2 separate regions of the Mus musculus genome follow, and region 2 is linked to region 1. Evidence: chromatin contacts called from public HiChIP or PLAC-seq data. All regions are on one chromosome and are shown on one strand. Each heading gives the region's core, a stretch centred on a gene start, on an enhancer-like site or on the middle of the called end of the contact. The rest is flanking DNA. Distances are from core to core; before and after follow the strand shown. Region 1 overlaps Tmem132e (transmembrane protein 132E). Region 2 has its middle 40 kb from the start of Gm11426.

Evidence for each region. HiChIP or PLAC-seq counts read pairs in DNA pulled down with a chosen protein or histone mark.
Region 2: an H3K27ac HiChIP or PLAC-seq map of large pre-B cells shows a contact between it and region 1, with 2.2 times the contacts expected there. The contact joins two enhancer-like sites. A contact is called at or near these places in 2 of 484 Hi-C or Micro-C datasets (embryonic stem cells and nephron progenitors) and 1 of 115 datasets of contacts at active chromatin or transcription factors (large pre-B cells).

What each region holds. Positions count from the first base shown.
Region 1 is chr11:82,408,716-82,412,859 of GRCm38.p6, forward strand. All of the region lies in intron 1 of Tmem132e (transmembrane protein 132E), which reads left to right. Among named protein-coding and RNA genes, the nearest start is that of Tmem132e, 22 kb to the left of the region's middle. Within about 2 kb of position 1,901, at least 7 of the 459 cell types and tissues checked have an H3K27ac peak or open chromatin away from gene starts, as enhancers often do.
Region 2 is chr11:82,671,296-82,675,439 of GRCm38.p6, forward strand. No RefSeq gene overlaps it. Among named protein-coding and RNA genes, the nearest start is that of Gm11426, 40 kb to the left of the region's middle. Within about 2 kb of position 1,711, at least 5 of the 459 cell types and tissues checked have an H3K27ac peak or open chromatin away from gene starts, as enhancers often do.

The sequences.
Region 1 (4,144 bases), core at 651-3,150:
GACCCCAGAGGATGGATGGGTGTCTCAGGCATGCTGCTGAAGTGAAGCAGATGGGAAAGCTTATTGGGCAGAAAAAACCCAAGCATCGCAAAGTGGTTGACCCTTCTTTGCTATATTGCTTTATTAATAAATAACGAGAAGTAGATCGTCTGGCATGCCCATTTTCCATTGGTGTAAAGTTGGCAAAAAAAACCCCAAAAATATAGTGGAATTATTGTAAAAATATAGTGGAATTAATAATAATAATAATAATAATAATAATAATAATAATTATTATTATTATTATTATTATTATTATTATTGGGAAATACATATGTGAAAGGAAAAAGTAATGGCAAACTGAGTCCCCATCACAAAGCAAATCGCATCCATTGCAGAGAGTACTAAATGCAGTTTCAAGGTGTAACAACTCAGGCTGTATTCTGAGAAACTTCCTTGCTTTTTTCTTAAAAACAAATGTTTAAACTTAATAATACAGTAAGCACCATGCACCAAGTGCCTAGATAGTCATGGGCCCTGACCTGGACACTCTTATTTAATTCATTTGTAAGCTTAAAATGCCACTAGCAGCAGCAGCAGCAGCAGCAGCAACAGCAGCAGCAGCACATTGCAGACCCAGAAATGGCAAGAAGTTGCCCATGGGTCAGGTAGCTGTTGTCATTGTGGATCCAGGCCAACCAAGCTCAGCAAATGGACTCTGGAGCCTGGGCTCCTCATAGAGCCCCTAGGAAGGCTCTTCTGTCTGTCTTCATGCTCAGGAATAATGCCACTCAGTTAGACTTAGGCAACCACATCCTTAGAGTGTCCCCTTCAGGATCTCTTCCCTGCTGACTGCTCAGAGTTCTTTCTTCCATGGTCAGCTGATCTGTCCACACACCTTCTGCCACCCATTGCCCATAAGGAGAGGAGGTGTTCCCTGCTCCAACTAGTAACCCCCCCATTGCCCTGTCTCCTGACCCTCCTCATTCCTTACTACCTTCCCCAAACACAGGTACCTCACCCCATGCAAATGACCACTGATGTAAGAACCCAGAATCCTGAGGGCCAGGTTCTCACTCTGAGCACCTCCCACTTGCTATTCTTGGCTGTATTTTTGGTCGGTGTTTTGTGTTTTGAGACAGGGGCTCAGTGTATAACCCAGGATGACTTAGAACTCACTGTAATCCTCCTGTATCTACCCCAGAGTGCTGGGATTGTGGAATTCCTAGATGCTCTTCTTGCTGGGTGCTCTGCTCGGGCCTCCAGGTTGGAGCTCCTTAGGCCTGGGTCTATGCCTTCAGCAGCTCTGTTAGTTGTTTGCAGGTCTGTCCCCTCAGAGACCAGTTGTGACCTCTCTGTGAACCCCCTGGCATCCAGCAGGGCTGAGAAGAAAGAAATCAAAGAGTGGATGCACTCCGAGGAGAGAAAGCCCCGTGACTTGGGCCGAAAGGTCCCTATTTGTAGCAGATGCCAGCCTCCGTTACCCAGCTAGTTCTGGAGCAGGCCCTGTGGAAGCCCTTCTTTACTGCCAGTCCAAGGGGACGATGGGAAGGTGGATGGCACTGTATAGTACAGGTGACATAAGTCCAGAGAGGTTACTCAGAGGCCCACAGCAGGAAAGAGGCTGGACTAGGATTTGAAACCAGGTTCTCTGACTGTTCAGAACCTGAACTCGGCTGCCCAGGGTGTCTCTGGGAACCAGATAGCCTGGGAAGGACCAGAACGCTTGGAAGTTGCAAGAGCAGGCTGGGCTGCCCCTCAACTGCCTGCAAAGTATTTGTATTTCCTTCTGTAATCATCCGTGACATCCTGAGTGAGCAGACACAGGTCCCTTGCTCTCAACTGTTGCATGGTCATTTGAGACCCTCAGAGCATGAACTGTATGACATGTACTGATAGGCCCAGCTGAGAAACCACGCTATGTGTCAAGGCTGGGTGCAGCCAAGTGGCTCCTTTGGGAATAGAGGTTCGGGTGCCCTGGGAACCCACTCTGCTGCAGGTGGGATCATGTAGGAAGTAACACCTGTGGAAGCTAGTCTGCCCCAGCCTGTGCCCCATTCTGGCAGAGGATGAAAGAGTCCTGTGCTAAGATAACTCTAAGCTGTGGCCATGCCTCTGGGCAGAGGGAGGGTGGGGCAACCTTCAGAGGCCCCTCCACATGTCGGTGAAAGAGTTTTTAGTCCGATACTGTCACAGAAGTACCACATAACATGTACCCTCTACACATACACACTCAAGAAGTCCCATGATCTGAAATAAGTGAGGTCAGCAGGTGCCTGAAGGGTGACCAAATGACGCTGGGGTGTTTGCTTGACTGCATTCCTCCTACAGGGTGTATGTGTGTCTCTACATGTGTATGTGTGTGTGTGTCTACATGTGTGTGTCTTTTGCGTATCTCTGTATGTGTCTGCGTGTGTGTATCTGTGTCTGCGTGTGTGTACCTGCATGTGTATGTATGTGTGACTGTATCTTTATATGTGGTTGTGCATGTGTGTGTGTGTATCTACCTGTGTGTGTGTATGTGTATGTATGTATCTCTGTGAGCATGTCTCTGTGTGTATATCTGTGTCTTTGAGTATGTCCTATGTGTGTATGTGCATGTGTATATATGTGTGTGTGACTTGTATTTGTGTGTATGAGCATGTGTGTGCATACTTGTGTTTTGCCTAAGGATGAGCCCAAGGTTTGAACCACTGAGCCACATCCCTAACCCTCTTTTGAAAATTACATTAAAAATCTTTTTAAAGTTTGTGTGTGAATGTGCGCTCACACATGCATGCCACAGCATATGTGTCAGAGGACAACTTTCAGGAGTCGGTTCTCTTCCACCATCCCGGGATCTGGCCATTGAGCTCAGTTTGCCAGACCCACACAGCAAGCACTTCTGTGTGTTGCAAGGCTCCCAGCCCTCTTTTCACTTTTCCATTTTGGACATGGTCTCGACAAGTTGCCCAGACTGCCTTGAACTTGCTCAACAGACCACTCAGGTCTTTAACTTAGGACCCTCCTGCCTCAGTCTTACAAGTAGCTTGGATTACAGACTTGTGCCACAACACTGAGCTATTAACAGACTGCTTTTAAGGGAAATGTCTTTGATTTTGTTTTGTGAGAGAGTGTCTTATGTAGTCTAGACTGACCTTGAACCTGCAAACTTCCTCAGCCTCTCAAATGCTGGAGTGACAAGCCTGTACTGCCACACCTGGCTTTCCCACTCTGTATAGGCCGGTCATGTCTTAGTTAGGGATGACCATGGCAGCTCTTATAAAGGAAGACATTTAATTGAGGCTGGATTATAGTCTAAAGGTTTATCCATTATTATCATGGCGGGAAGCATGGCAGTGGGCAAGCAGGCATGGTGCTGGAGAGGTAGCTGAGAGTTCTACATCAGAATCTGCTTGCAACAGAGAACTGGCTTGAGCTTCTGAGGCCTCAAGCCCACCCCCACAGTGACACCAAGTATTCAAACACATGAGTCTGTGGGGGGACCATACCTATTTGAACCACCACATGGCCCAACTTACAGTGTGAGGTATTCTCTTAAAAATACCCTGTCTTGCAAGCCTCTATGGGTATCCTGTGGCCAAAATGATTATGTTATTACAAGTCCAAGTACTTCCCAAGTCCAGAGAGGATGCTGTTGTCTCCCAGTCTAGGACCAGGCTGTAGCTTGTCTTGCTGTTTTAGGGCCTACAGAATTGGGACCCTATTGCCCAGCAGCAGAGTAGGCTAGAGGTTAGAACTGGAAAGAGCCTGAAAACAAACACCTGCAAAGGAACTGATGTCCAAGGACAGAAAGGACATGCCCTGCTTGAGTCACACAGCAGGACTGGACAGAACAGAAAACCACAAGCCTGGTTGTGAATTTGCTAAACCCCAGGCTCTTCCTGTTTGCTCTGGATATGCTCTGCCCTGTGGGCTCTTGTCTGCCCATCTGCTGCCTCCCAGACTGCTGGGAAGTGGGTGGTGGGATGCCTAGCCTAGAACTGTGTTCCACCCAGTGGCGTCAGTCATCCATCACTAGTAACTAGATGCCACAGCTTGTGCTGTACTGTCTGTCCCACAGAGGCAATGAACAGGGATGGGAATTGGATCTTTAAGCTGTGCTCTCTTCAGAGAGCCTGCAACTAGAGAAGTCAGCAGATTAACATCTTTGCCAGCAGGCTTT
Region 2 (4,144 bases), core at 461-2,960, 260 kb after region 1:
AAAAGCCTTTAAAGCGAAAATTCTTGGCTGTGTAAGGGTTGTCTCTCTTCTGTCTTCATACGAGAAGAGATTTTTTTTAATAGAAGAAAGGCAGGAGAGACTTAAGCACTCTATAAAGCTGGTGGACCACCAGGCCCTGACTGTCCTGCCATCTTCAAAGAAAGAGAAGGGGGATCTTGGGTGGGAGCCACTTTGCCCCAGCCCCTGCTTCATGCCCGCTGCTCCAGAAGTGACTGCGGGGAGGCGGGGGAGCTGAGCAGTTGACAATCATCTGACAAATGTCATGAGCAGGGTTTAGAGATGCTTGCTTCAGCCGGTATTGACAACTGCAATCCTCTGGTCTTGCCGTGCTTTTCCCAGTAGACTGCACCATGGAGGCACCGTGAGAAGAACAGTGCCCACACCCACCTCTGTAGACCAGGGCATCTGGAATGACCACCGGAGGCCAGATGGATGCCCCAAGAAAGGTGACATTGAAATGAGCACCTGTATAGACAAGGCCACCTGAAGGTTGTCACAGGCACCACACCCCAGTACTCCCAAGAGCCACTGTATTGAGATTGACTCCCATGAACCTGATGTCCTGATGTAGCAGGAAGCACAGGCTCTGCCTGACCCAAACCACAGACAGAAGGAGTTATCAACTCAAAGAGGATCAAGGCTTTTTAATAAGAGGTAAGCAGTTCCTAACAAGCTGTCCACCCACAGACATCAGCTTTGGGGTGGGCAGGGGAAGAGCAAAAATGGGAAGGAAATCAACTCTTAGAAGAACAGTGTAGTGAGACCATTTCATGTTTATTAGACTTTGCTCCTTAGAGCAGATGTCACACAAAGTAGCTGAAATTATAGAAAAACCATTTAAGTGGCTGGAAGAATCAGAAAATGAAAGCGAGCGCTGGAGAAGAGTAAGAGAAAGGAAACCCTGATCTCTGTATACCAAGTCCACCCAGCCCGTGCCCCGTCCTTCAGATGCCTGCACAGGGGAGCTTCAGTCAACCAGCTTAGACTACAAAACTGAACGGACTCTTCCACTGCTGCCTCCCAGAGGGGAAATGGCTTGAAGATTTAGTTCAGCAAATTAAAAATTTGCTGTAGTTCAGCAGGCAGAGAACTTGCCTGGGAAGTATAGAGGCCTGGGTTCCACCTAGGAAGCCAAGGAAAGAGAACTGTGAGTTCAAGGTTATCCTCAGCTACATAGCAAGTTCAAGTCCAGCTTGGGATACATAAGAACGTATCTTAAATAATACAAGTCAACATACATCAGAGGAATATAACAGAACCCAAAGTCCCTTCCGCATGGCATTCACAATACAGTCTACAATTGCTAGTTGTATGAAGTAATGGGAAGATGCAGCCTTAAAAAAGAGGTCACCAAGCCGGGCGTGGTGGCACACGCCTTTGATCCCATCACTTGGGAGGCAGAGGCAGGCGGATTTCTGAGTTGGAGGCCAGGCTGGTCTATAAAGTGAGTTCCAGGACAGCCAGAGCTATACAGGGAAACCTGGTCTTGAAAAACCAAAAAAAAAAAAAAAAAAGAAAGAAAGAAAGAAAGAAAGAAAGAAAGAAAGAAAGAAAGAAAGAAAGAAAGAAAGAAAGAAAAGAGGCCACCAAGGCCACCAGTGGTGAGGTGACATAGTAGCTTCAATGCTCACAAAACTGGGTGTGAAATAAGAAGCCATCTGGTGGGAAACGTCCTCTGAGCACAGGAAACCCCAGTCCTGCCCCAGCTCCACCACTGGCAGATGTGCTACCCGGGAAGTTTAGTGCCTTTATTTTTCAGAGTCTGGGTTTTCTCTTCTGCCATCCTGAGAGACTGACGCAGCTTGCCCTCTTATGGTTACTGTGAAGCTAAATGAAGTAACAACCTGAAAGTGTCTAAATAATGATTCCCCAAGTCCCCATCCAGATCTCAGGAGTCTTTGACCTCCTCTGTATTCCATTCCCCTTAGCTTTCTAAGATGTTTTTGGAGTAGGGCATGGTGGTGCACTCCTTTAATACAAGCACTTGAGGCAGAAGCAAGTGGATATCTGAGTTTGAGGCCAGCCTGGTCTACAGAGTGAGTTCCAGGACAGACAGGACTATACAGAGAAACCCAGTCTCATAAGAAATGTTTTTCATCCAATAACCTGAGGTCTGGGGAAAGTTTCAAACAACATTCTCCCTGAGCCCAGCCAGCTGTGTCCAGCAGTGAGTGTGTTTACATCCAGCCACAGTTTCAGCAGGACTCTAGGAGAGAAATAGAGGCCACACAGGCGACAAAACCACATTATCTCGTCTTCACACAGAGGAAAGTACCTGGCAGATACATCTATAGCAAAGGACAGATCTACAAAGGAAAGGAAAATGTAACAAATGTATTCATTTTCAGTTTTGCAGAGCATGGGAACCTTCTGGAATGAAGGCCAAAGACCCAGGGAAAACTGGGCATGCAGAAGTCTGATTAAGGACACAGGTATGATACCCTGGTTAGAGAGTGAAATGAATTTGTCAAGCATTGTTTTGATTTTTCTTGGCCTAGGGCTGGGCCCTTCTGGGATGGCAGAACTCTCAATGGCCATCCTTCTGGGTTGAAGGCAGGAGGGCACCAGTTATCTTCTTGCTCCTCTGAGCTCACCAGTTACCCCCACACAACGGACCAAGGCGCCACGTGAGGTGAGAGTATTATGGCTGGATGCCAACACCTACCTAGCTCAATACCTACTTGGCTCAATGGCTGGCTAACATAGTCTTGCTTCTTCCATGCCCTCACACTACAGGCTCCGCCCTCAGCTGGGAAATCAAGCTAAGATTGGCTGTAACTCCATCACCTCTGGCATCAGGCTCGAATACCCAGCATAGAGTGACAGGAGTTGACTCTCTTAAGAAAAGAAAAACTTGGGGACTGGGTGCACGTTTAATGCAGAGTCTCCTGACTCCCAGAGGAAGACACATAGAGGAGAACTCCATTGACCAGGTACAGTGGCACATGCCTATATAATCAGGGCCCTCGGGAGGCCACCAGCCCCAGAAAGCCATAGAAGAAAGAAAAACATTAACACCCCTTTAACACAGCGCAGCAGAAGACTCCAAAGACATAGTCATGCTTTTTGTTTCATTTCTACCAAGATTCTGTTTGTGATTCTATAAGGAAAGCTACAGGAGTGGAACGTTCGCCCCATTTTACAGATGAATAAACCAAGACCCTACAAGGGGACCTGACTTGTTCCACTGTCACTCTCTTCTGTGCTCATCTTTGGTCAGAGGAGCCAGGTGACTGGAGTCAGCCTTTGTTGATTAACATAAGAGTGAAGTCAGTCAGATTTCCTAATATGCCGGGCCCCTAAGCCTTTGCGACCTTTCTCTTGGATATGACCTCTGTGTTCCTCTTGGGGTTAGACTCCTGTGGAGGACCACCATCCACTGAGAAGGGGCAAGGCAAAACTTCTTGAGCAGATGAGGCTCTCTCTCTCTCTCTCTCTCTCTCTCTCTCTCTCACACACACACACACACACACACACACACACACACACACACACACACACGTACACATGAAGAAGGCCTCTGTCTACCTTCCAGCACTGTTCTGGAAGTCCAACCAGGCCTCTGGACCCTGGCCTTAGTGTCCTACAAGGCTAGAGCATATCCCCTTACCTCTGTCTGTACCTCAACCCTGTTGGTACCCAGCTAAAGCCCAGTCCCCAGGGGCCAAATTCAGATCTCTGAGATAACTCCTCCCTCCCTGAGGTCTGAAAGAGTTTTGCCCCTCATTTGGCCCCCACCTTCCCGAGGTATCCAGGACACAGTCTGGGTGCTAAGGAAAGGGGTCCCTATGCTTTGTCCAGCCCCACTCCCTTAGCTCCTCCCAGAGGTGCCCCAGCCCTGCAGACCAGCCCTCCAATCTTCCCCTGCCCCGGCACTTTCCTATGCTGCTATTCTGAGCTGCTCATAAATCACCGAGTTTGACTCATTTTTCTTCATAAATTCAGAGCTTCCAGACTCCTGTTTGATTTGTGTTCCTGAATTATCCATGAAATTTTCAGTGCTTTAGTGAACCACCAAGCTGAGGTCCCTTTGGTCCAAAGGAGAAGCTCTAGAGGCTGAGACGAATGACAGAAGGGCCACCAAAGTGGGGGAGACGTGCCAATCTCTGAAGAGAGGACAAAA